Linked DNA regions of Mus musculus: region 2 is linked to region 1. Evidence: chromatin contacts called from public promoter capture Hi-C data. All regions are on one chromosome and are shown on one strand. Each heading gives the region's core, a stretch centred on a gene start, on an enhancer-like site or on the middle of the called end of the contact. The rest is flanking DNA. Distances are from core to core; before and after follow the strand shown.

Region 1 (4,405 bases), core at 962-3,461:
ACATGGTGATGGCTGTTGGTTAGGGATCTTCCTGGACCTCTCTACTGCTCCATTGTCTCTCTCCTGTAAATCTGCTTCGCACATACTCATGATTTTACCCCTAAGAAATGAACTCAAGGCTGTTCTCATTACATGAGACATGGGAGGCAGTCGCTGGCCAGCTCTCAGGTGCACCCCAATAAAAATCAAGTTTGCTTCAAATTTTGGTAGTGCTCTTCTTCTTGCCTAGTGGGATTAACAGCTGCTTGTTCTCAGGGTTCTGACTTATCACAGCAACAGAAAGCTAACTAGAGCAAATGCTGTAAGCAAGGCTTAATGGACCATTCTGGTATAAGTCTGTAGTAGGACCAAAATGCTAAGACAAAATTAGACAGTCAAGGCCTGACTCCTGCGGTTTCAGAGAAGAACAAGGACTCTGCTGGAAACTGAGGTCAAGGGCCATTTGTGTTATATCCCTCAAAGAATCTGTCTGAATCCTGAGAACTTGAGACTGGATTTATGAGTTAAGGACCAATGATGGACAGGATAACAGGATAACATTCAGGTTGTATCACAACTACTGCTGATTGCTTTTATCCAGGTTTACAATGCTGGGGGGGGGGGAGTGGGGCAAACGGAGAAGAAATGCAAGGTCTAGTTAGGTCAGTGGTTTTCAACCTGTAGGTCTCGATCCCCTTGGGGGGGTCTCATATCAGATATCCTGCATATCAGATACATTACAGTTCATCACAGTAGCAAAATTACAGCTATGAAGGAGCAACAACATAATTCTATGGTTGGGGGGCCATCATGGCACGAGGAACTGTATTAAAGGGTTGCAGCACTAGGAAGGTTGAGAACTGCTGCTTTAGGTGAGGAAAGGAGCCAACAGCTGAAATTGTCAAGGGATTAGGAGACGCGCCCCAGGGGAAGGCCACATCTCTAGAAGCTCCATCTTGTAAAAATCAAAACTCATTGAAAACACTTGCCAGGCTGGCTGTTTTCAGTTGCTGGGTCAAACGCCTCAGTTGGTTGGCCTCTCTCCTTTTGAACGCTGTCTTTGGGCTCTCTGTCACTGTGAAGAGAAAAGCAGCCATGAGCAGTAGCCAGGCCACAGCCTGAATGCTATTGAAATTTTTCTTCAAACAAATTGGTCCACTTACTTTCCAATTTAGCCTCTACCATGTTCTCAGGGCATAAACAGAATGAAGCCAACTCTTTGCCTGAAATAGCACACAAATGGCTTCTAACCCAGTTCCTGATTGAGCCCTTGTTTGCCTGTGCAGCCTCATGAACCAGGTCTCCAGAGCCAGCGTTTCTCTTGTCACTCTGGTTTTCCAGCTCCCACCATAATAGCTCACTAAACTCTGACTATGGTGTTCTAGGGCTTTTAACCCAAGGTTTCAAACTGTTTCGCATTCCTCTCAACCAGCTGAAATGGCCAGGTTTCTCAAAACAGTGGCTCCACCTCCTCACTACTTTTCTGTCTTAGCCAACTTTTCTGGATGCTGTGACAAAGTATCCAACAAAGGCATCTTAAGGATGGAAGAGTTTGTCTTGAATTAAGAAGGATTCGCCTGGGGCTGGCGAGATGGCTCAGTGGTTAAAAGTGCCGACTGCTCTTCTGAAGGTCCCGAGTTCAAATCCCAGCAACCACATGGTGGCTTACAACCATCTGTAACGAAATCTGATGCCCTCTTCTGGAGTATCTGAGGACAGCTACAGTGTACTTACATATAATAAATTTAAAAAAAAAAAAAAGGAGTCCCTTGGCCTTGGCGGCACACAACCTTTAATCCCAGCACTCAGGAGGCAGAGGCATATCTCTTGAGCTCATGGCAGGGAAAGTATGGTACCAGTAACTGGGCACATTGTACCCACAGTCAGAAACAGAGGGAGATGAAGGTCTGGAACCCCAGAACGTGGAATGTTAGGGTAGGTCTCAAACCTCAGCTAACTCAATTTAGAAACCCCTTCACAACCGGGCGTGGTGGCGCACGCCTTTAATCCCAGCACTCGGGAGGCAGAGGCAGGCGGATTTCTGAGTTCGAGGCCAGCCTGGTCTACAAAGTGAGTTCCAGGTCAGCCAGGGCTATACAGAGAAACCCTGTCTCAAAAAACCAAAAAAAAAAAAAAAAAAAAAGAAACCCCTTCACAGACAAGCTTAGAGACTTGTCTCCTAGGTAACTCTGGAGCCTGTTGAGTGACAGGCACTGTTAACCAGCACACCCACAGAAATTAACATAACTTCCTGTTTTTCAACATTCCAGAAGAGACTACAATGATCAGTTGTGACTCTGCTCTTGTAGATGTGTGCCAGACTCATCTGCGAATGGAAGGAGCTGAGTCACAAGGTGTACAAATGAAATAGAAGATGCCGCTGGTTGTCCTCCCAGTGGGTGTCCCAGTTTTCGTCCAATCTTCTGAATTTGAGAATTTTCATTTCCTCTTGTCCTTGACAACTCTTGACACTGCCAGATATTTTGATTTTTGTCAGTTTTAGCACTAAAAACATTTTCTCGCTGTTTCCTTTATCTCTCTGTCTCTCCTCTTTCCTTCCGTTCTTGTTTTTCCTTCCTTCCTTCCTTCCTTCCTTCCTTCCTTCCTTCCTTTCTTTCTTTTTCTGTAAATCAACCCATTTATTTATTTATTTATTTATTTATTCCCGAGACAGGGTTTCTCTGTATAGCCCTGGCTGTCCTGGAACTCACTTTGTAGACCAGGCTGACCTCGAACCCAGAAATCCGCCTGTCTCTGCCTCCCAAGTGCTGGGATTAAAGGCGTGCGCCACCACACCCGGCTATTTAGTTATTTTTAAGCTCAGAAATCCACCTGCTTCTGCCTTCCAAATGCTGGGATTAAAGGCGTGTGCCACCACTTAGTAGTATTTTTTTTTAAAGATTTATTTAGTTATTATATGTAAGTACACTGTAGCTGTCTTCAGACACCCCAGAAGAGGGCATCAGATGACAATGTAGATGGTTGTGAGCCACCATGTGGTTGCTAGGATTTGAACTCAGGACCTTCAGAAGAGTAGTCAGTGCTCTTAACCGCTGAGCGATCTCTCCAGCCTGTCAACCCATTTATTGAAGGCTAGGCGAATCTCAGATAGGGCTTCTACTGGCCTTTCAGTTCCAGTCCGATGGCCGACTTCACTGTGACTTCAGAGGTAGTGTTGTAGGTCCAGGCCCCAGCGGCCACTGTTTTCATGCAGGAACCACAGTGCCAGATGCTGACGGCTCGTCTGTCTCTTCATCTTCGTCTTGCTGCAGAAGGAACAAGTGTACTTGGCTTGCTGGCTGATTTCAATTTTCTTCACCATTTTCTGGAGGGAAGCACCATAACGGGTCCCGTATTTCCTGATGATCCCGATCTTCTTGGTCGAAGCCCATGCCCAAGCCTGAAGAGTCCTTTCTTATTTTTAAAAATAATTTATTTTTATGTCCACTGGTGGGTTTGCCTGCACGTATATCTGTGTGAGGGTGTCAGATCCCCTGGAACAGGAGTCACAGACAGCTGTGAGCTGCAATGTAGGTGCTGGGAATTGAACCTGGGTCCCCTGGAAGAGCAGCCAGTGCTCTTAACTGTTGAACCATCTCTCCTATCCTTACTCCCCCTCCCCTTCTCCTTCTCCCTTCCACTCTTTCTCTTCCTCTTCTTTTTGGAGACAGGGTCTCAGTTTGTAGCATTTGCTGTCCTGGAGCTTGATAAGTAGGCCAGGTTGGCCTTGGACTTGTAGCGATCCGCTGCCCTCCTCCTCCAGAGTGTTGATATTAAGGGTGTGCAGCCCTACCCATGACCTTTTTCTCACTGTTTTGTATAAGATAAGAGTTTTAGCTTGCCAATATAATTTCTTCATTGATCTGTAAATCCCACTGAAGTTTTCCATTTCTTTTTCTAATCTCTCTCCCAAGTACTGGGGTCACAGACATGCAACAGCATGCCCGTTATCTGGGGCACTAGGGATTGAACCTAGGACTTTGGGCATGATAGGCAAACACTTTACCAGCCAAATCTCCAGCCTGTGTGAAAAATTTGAGTTTTCCTCTGTTACCCTCTTTGAAATAAGTTGTTTTTTTTCTTTGCTTTGTTTTGTTTTGTTTTGTATTGTTTTGTTTGTTTGTTTTTAAATTCTGACTCTCTTCTTTACTGGCTTTCACATAGATAGCCACTAATCTATCTTACCCAAAAATTTGTTTTTTATTGCTAGAATCTTGCTGTCTTGCCCAAGCTTGTCTATATGAGCCTAAGATGGCTTCAAACCAAGATCCTTTGGACCCAGGCCCCTGAGTGCTGGGATTTGGGATTATAAACATAGATAACTATATCCAGACTATATTCCATCTTTACTCTTACATTGGCTACTTCATAAATGTGCAAGTTTCTTAACCAATTTTTTCCAATTTTTTATTAGGTATTTTCTTCA
Region 2 (4,312 bases), core at 1,442-3,941, 130 kb after region 1:
CAGTAATTTCTTACAGCCATGGTGTGTGAAATTGAAATCTTAAGATATCATCATATCAAAGACGTACCTTCTCAAAGAAGGCTCCCTCCAAAGAGTTGTGAAAGACAAGAAATTGACCCAAAGTCATGAAAGTATCTCCCTCCGCCCCCTTAGCACACTCAGGTCAAAGCAAAAGCACAATTGGCCATTCCAAAGTTACCTCTTAGAATCCAAGGAGATATTTATTTTAATAACTCATTCCAATGCTATGGGAAATTGGAGCAACAACAACAACAAATACACACACATTTAATTACAGATCCATGGGTCACATGCTGGGTACATAGTTATATATATGTATATATGCATACATATGCATATATATGTATATGTATATATGAATACATATGCATATATACAGATATACATATATGTGTATATATGTGTGTATGTATATATATATACATATATATGTATATGTGTATATATATATATATATATATATATATATATATATATATATATGCTCCCATTTCATTAGAGATCCATGTACCACATGATGGGTGTATAGTTCCATCAATCCTTACACCAAACCCTCTAGTTAGTAAATCCCATTATTCCCATTTTACTAACAAGGATGCTGAAAGTGTAAATTCTGCTTGTTCAGCTGAGTTCACATGATGGTAAAAGGGAGGTTACAATACAGGCAAACTCCTCAGCCACTTTCTTCATGCCGTATCTTGAAGGTAGTTTTCCTAGTCACATGAGCTGATAAGAGTCTAAAGCAACCCCAGGAAATATGGTTCTAGTGGCTCGGCATTAAAACATCATTATTAAGTAGATATACTGCTAATCACAACCCGTGTGTTTTCATTGTTTCTTTTTCTTCTTTTGGTTTTGGTTTTGAGACACTGTCTCCTGTAGCCCAGACTGGCCTGTGACGAACTTTGTAGGGGAGGATGACTTAGAATCCCTAATGCTCCTGCCCTGCCTGACCTGGGATTACTGGCCTGTGCTACCACTAACAATGTTTATTTTCACTTCAGATAGAAATGAAAGTAGAATAACAAGTTATGTATTTATCATATAATTTAGGCTTGCCTAAACATTGTAAAAAATTTGTTTTTTAATTTAGAAAAACTAAGGACTTAAATAGAAAATATCTTTTTATACACTGAAGGTGGGTTTTGGACCAACACGAGGGCAGGCGCACAAACACAGATTTTAATTATTCCCTTTCAGTATACGTGTCAGGACATGGAGAGAGAGGGAAATGACACGAATCTGTGGGTAGTGGTTCAGGCTATTGCTAGGGAGAAATCAGGGAGGACTTTGCTCAGTACGGGGAATCCGGGAATTCATTTCTGACTATCATCTTCCGGGGTGAGCTGGTCTAGGTTATTAAAGCAATCTTTAAATTGGGGCTGAAATGCCTATGTCTTTGATCCGGGCTGTTCTTACTAAACAATGGATTCTGAGAGCACTCGGGACTTTCCTCTTTACAAACCTGAAGACTGTCATCATCATAAGCTAACGGGCCTTGAACGATCATTTCTGGACTCAGTTTCAAGGAACTCAAGGCCCAGGGGGACCTAGGTTTTTCTCCTGAAAAGTAGCTAGCTGGAATCCATCTCTTCCCTTCTGTATTTCTTTCTCCTTCTAGAACTTGTCTTCAAGCTTGAAGGAGAAACCTGCCCTTTTCTTTGTTTTATATAAGACAAAATAATAGTAAGTAATAACTGAAAGTCTTTTTATCGGGAAGGAACTTCCTCCGGTCCAAGCAAGTATTGCTGCTGATACTTTACAGAGAGGGCCAGCCTCACCGCTGGAGTTCGCTCTTTGAAAGAGGCTAGGGGAGGGAATTCTGCCGCCAGCAGATGGAGAGGAGACCCGGACAACGTGGTCCCTCCCAGACACCCTCCCTGCGGGATTAGCTGCCCCCAGCTCTGCTCAGGCGCACCTAGCGCGTGAGGTTCCTGGTCACACAGCTTGCGCCCCTCTCTGGAGAGCAGTCGCAGCTACTAGCTTGCCGCCAGCAGAGCCGCACTGTCTCGGGCATCGCAGAGCACCACGACTGTGGACTTGGGACCTCGAACCCGAGACGAGCGCGCGCTAGCCAGCCATTAGCAACGCTTGCATTTCTGCAGGTGCTTATTTCACATTCTTGTCTTTTCTTTCCTGCTGGAACGGGCGAGTGGTTACTTTCAGCCTGAGGCCAAAGGGAAAGGCAGAAGAAGGGGAACTCTGAAAAAGACAGTTTAGTGGCAGCGGGATTCTTGCCCCAGGAGAGGGGCTCAGGGGAGACTCTCGGTCTCTGCCGCGGGCCCTTTTAAGAAGCCAAGTCAGGGCTGCCGCTGTCGCCGTTGCTGCTGCTGCCGCTGCCGCCGCCGCCGCCGCCGCCGCCGCTATTTGGATTGCTAATCCCCAGGAGCCCCGTTTAAAAAAAAAAAAAAAAAGGAAGAAAAAAAGGGGGGAGGGGGCGGGCAGCTGTCTCTTTAAATGTGATTTCCTTCTATTGTATTTGAATCGTGATCAGGAAAAAGGAAATGAAACCAGAGACAGAGGGAAGCTGAGCGAAAATAGACCTTCGCGAGAGAGGAGGGAGCCTGGGGAGAGCCGCGCGGTCAGCTCCCCGCCCCCAGGCCGCCGCCCCCTCACTGCCCCCGGCGCCCCGACCCCGGCGAAGGTGCGAGGGGCTCGGGGCGACCGGGCGGAGCCGGCTACTGCGCGCGATCGGGACCGGGCGGCGGCGGCGGCGGCTGTGGTGACGGCAGCGGGACCGGGATGGAAGGTTAAGTCCTGAGCAGCGGCAGCTGTCGCAGCCACCGGAGGGAGGCCGGGCTGCTCCCCGGCCCCCTGCCTTGGCCGCCGCGCGCCGGGCAGCTGGATGATTCGCTCTCTCTCTTTGGCGTTTGAAGGGAGCGCGGTGACTGTCCTTGAGCGTGGAGGGGCGAGCTCGCCAGCGGAGCGACCGAGCAAGAGGAGGCGCAGGAGCGGCGGCGCCCGAGCACCCGAGGGGGTCCGAGTCCAGGCAGCTAGCCAGCCACGCGCCACAAAGGGAGCGCCCCCGCCGCCCGGCACGCCGCCCCCCTCCCCAATGTCCTCGGCCATCGAAAGGAAGAGCCTGGACCCGTCTGAGTAAGTGTGGCGCTTCTGTTCCGGCACCCCAAACAGGGTCCCAGGCTAGGCGCGAGGGGCTGACTCCAGGTGCGCGCCCGCAGCGTGCCCTTGATCCCTCCGTCTCCCAGGGGTTCTCTTTCCTCGCGGGTGACTCTGGAAACACCGAGAGGGACTGGGCGGCGGAAGCTGTAACTGGGATCGACCCTGCGGACCGCTCCGGGCTATCTGGAAAGCTCCCCAAACCTTTACCAGGGCCAGAAAGTTTGCCCAGGAGCTGGCACCCGGAGCTCTGAGGCACAGGTGCAGGGCAGGGAGAGTGGAGGACAAGATTCTGCCTTCTCCCTTTTCGTCCCACCCTCTCCAGGTTCCCTTCCTTTTTGTCCATTTGGCCTTGGAAAGGGGGGCATCCCAACTAGAACATCCCGGGGTCTCCGACGTCGACTCTCCTACCAGGCCCGGAGTAGAGCGGACAGTTGATGAGGTCCGCTTGTCCACCTGGGAACTGGTTCTGGCCTCCAGAGACTTCTAGAATTGCTAATCTGTCGTTCCTCCCGGTACATGTTCGCCCCTCCCCTGAGTTTCCTAGTGCGGGCATGTGAACCTCGAAAGTTAGTGCACATTTTTTTTTCTGTCTAGTATGTTTTTCTAGGGAGCAGAATCTCATCGAACTCTCAGAAGGGCTGTGTGTGTGTGTGTCAGCGAACCAGAGCTTTAATGAGCATGTACTGTCTAGTGCTCTGAGCTTTGCGCTGGTTTGCAAAGAACAGCCCCCCCTCCCTTCCCCATTCCACAGCCTGTACCCTCCTAGCCCATTCTCTAGCCTTAACAAGGGGAGCCAGGAACGAAGGTATCGGTTTTTTTTTTTCCACGTCCACACAAATGCCCTTTTAAGAGTCATTAGCTGTCTGGTTTTGAGTTTTTATTCCTTTGAAGTCCTCATCTAATCCTTTGAAGGGATTTGTTAACACAAGACCAAAGGCACTGCTAATGACTTGTCCGTTTGGGCTTTTAAGATGCATTTGTTTTGGTGGGGTTTTGCCCCCCTTTTCTTTTCTTTTCCTGCTTTAAAAGAATTGTGCTTTCCTGCTGGAGTTTTCCTATTCACCCCCCCCTTCAATTTCAGCCTTCTGTGGTGTTTATTTACCTGGGCTTTACCCTCAGCCAGCAGCATAAAAACCCAGCGTGTTCTCATAAAACACAGGAAGTCCCACGA

The links. Promoter capture Hi-C pulls out the DNA fragments that hold promoters and counts their contacts.
Region 2: a promoter capture Hi-C map of the HPC-7 cell line shows a contact between it and region 1. The contact joins the promoter of Lmo2 here to the enhancer-like site in region 1. A contact is called at or near these places in 22 of 39 promoter capture datasets (the 3T3-L1 cell line, 3T3-L1-derived adipocytes, the C10 cell line and 13 more), 1 of 484 Hi-C or Micro-C datasets (bone marrow-derived macrophages), 12 of 115 datasets of contacts at active chromatin or transcription factors (the HPC-7 cell line, acute myeloid leukemia, bone marrow-derived macrophages and 6 more) and 4 of 9 other capture datasets (adipose tissue, embryonic stem cells, liver and 1 more).

Annotation. Positions count from the first base shown.
Region 1 is chr2:103,840,295-103,844,699 of GRCm38.p6, forward strand. No RefSeq gene overlaps it. Among named protein-coding and RNA genes, the nearest start is that of 4930547E08Rik, 32 kb to the left of the region's middle. Within about 2 kb of position 2,212, at least 33 of the 459 cell types and tissues checked have an H3K27ac peak or open chromatin away from gene starts, as enhancers often do. A contact at or near this core is called in the HPC-7 cell line, embryonic stem cells and stem cell-derived epiblast-like cells, where this site is marked.
Region 2 is chr2:103,967,596-103,971,907 of GRCm38.p6, forward strand. It overlaps Lmo2 (LIM domain only 2), which reads left to right and starts at 2,692. Exons shown (of 3, transcript NM_008505.4): 1 at 2,692-3,117. The coding sequence starts at 2,867. The region is part of intron 1 of Gm38515 (a long non-coding RNA gene); the gene reads right to left.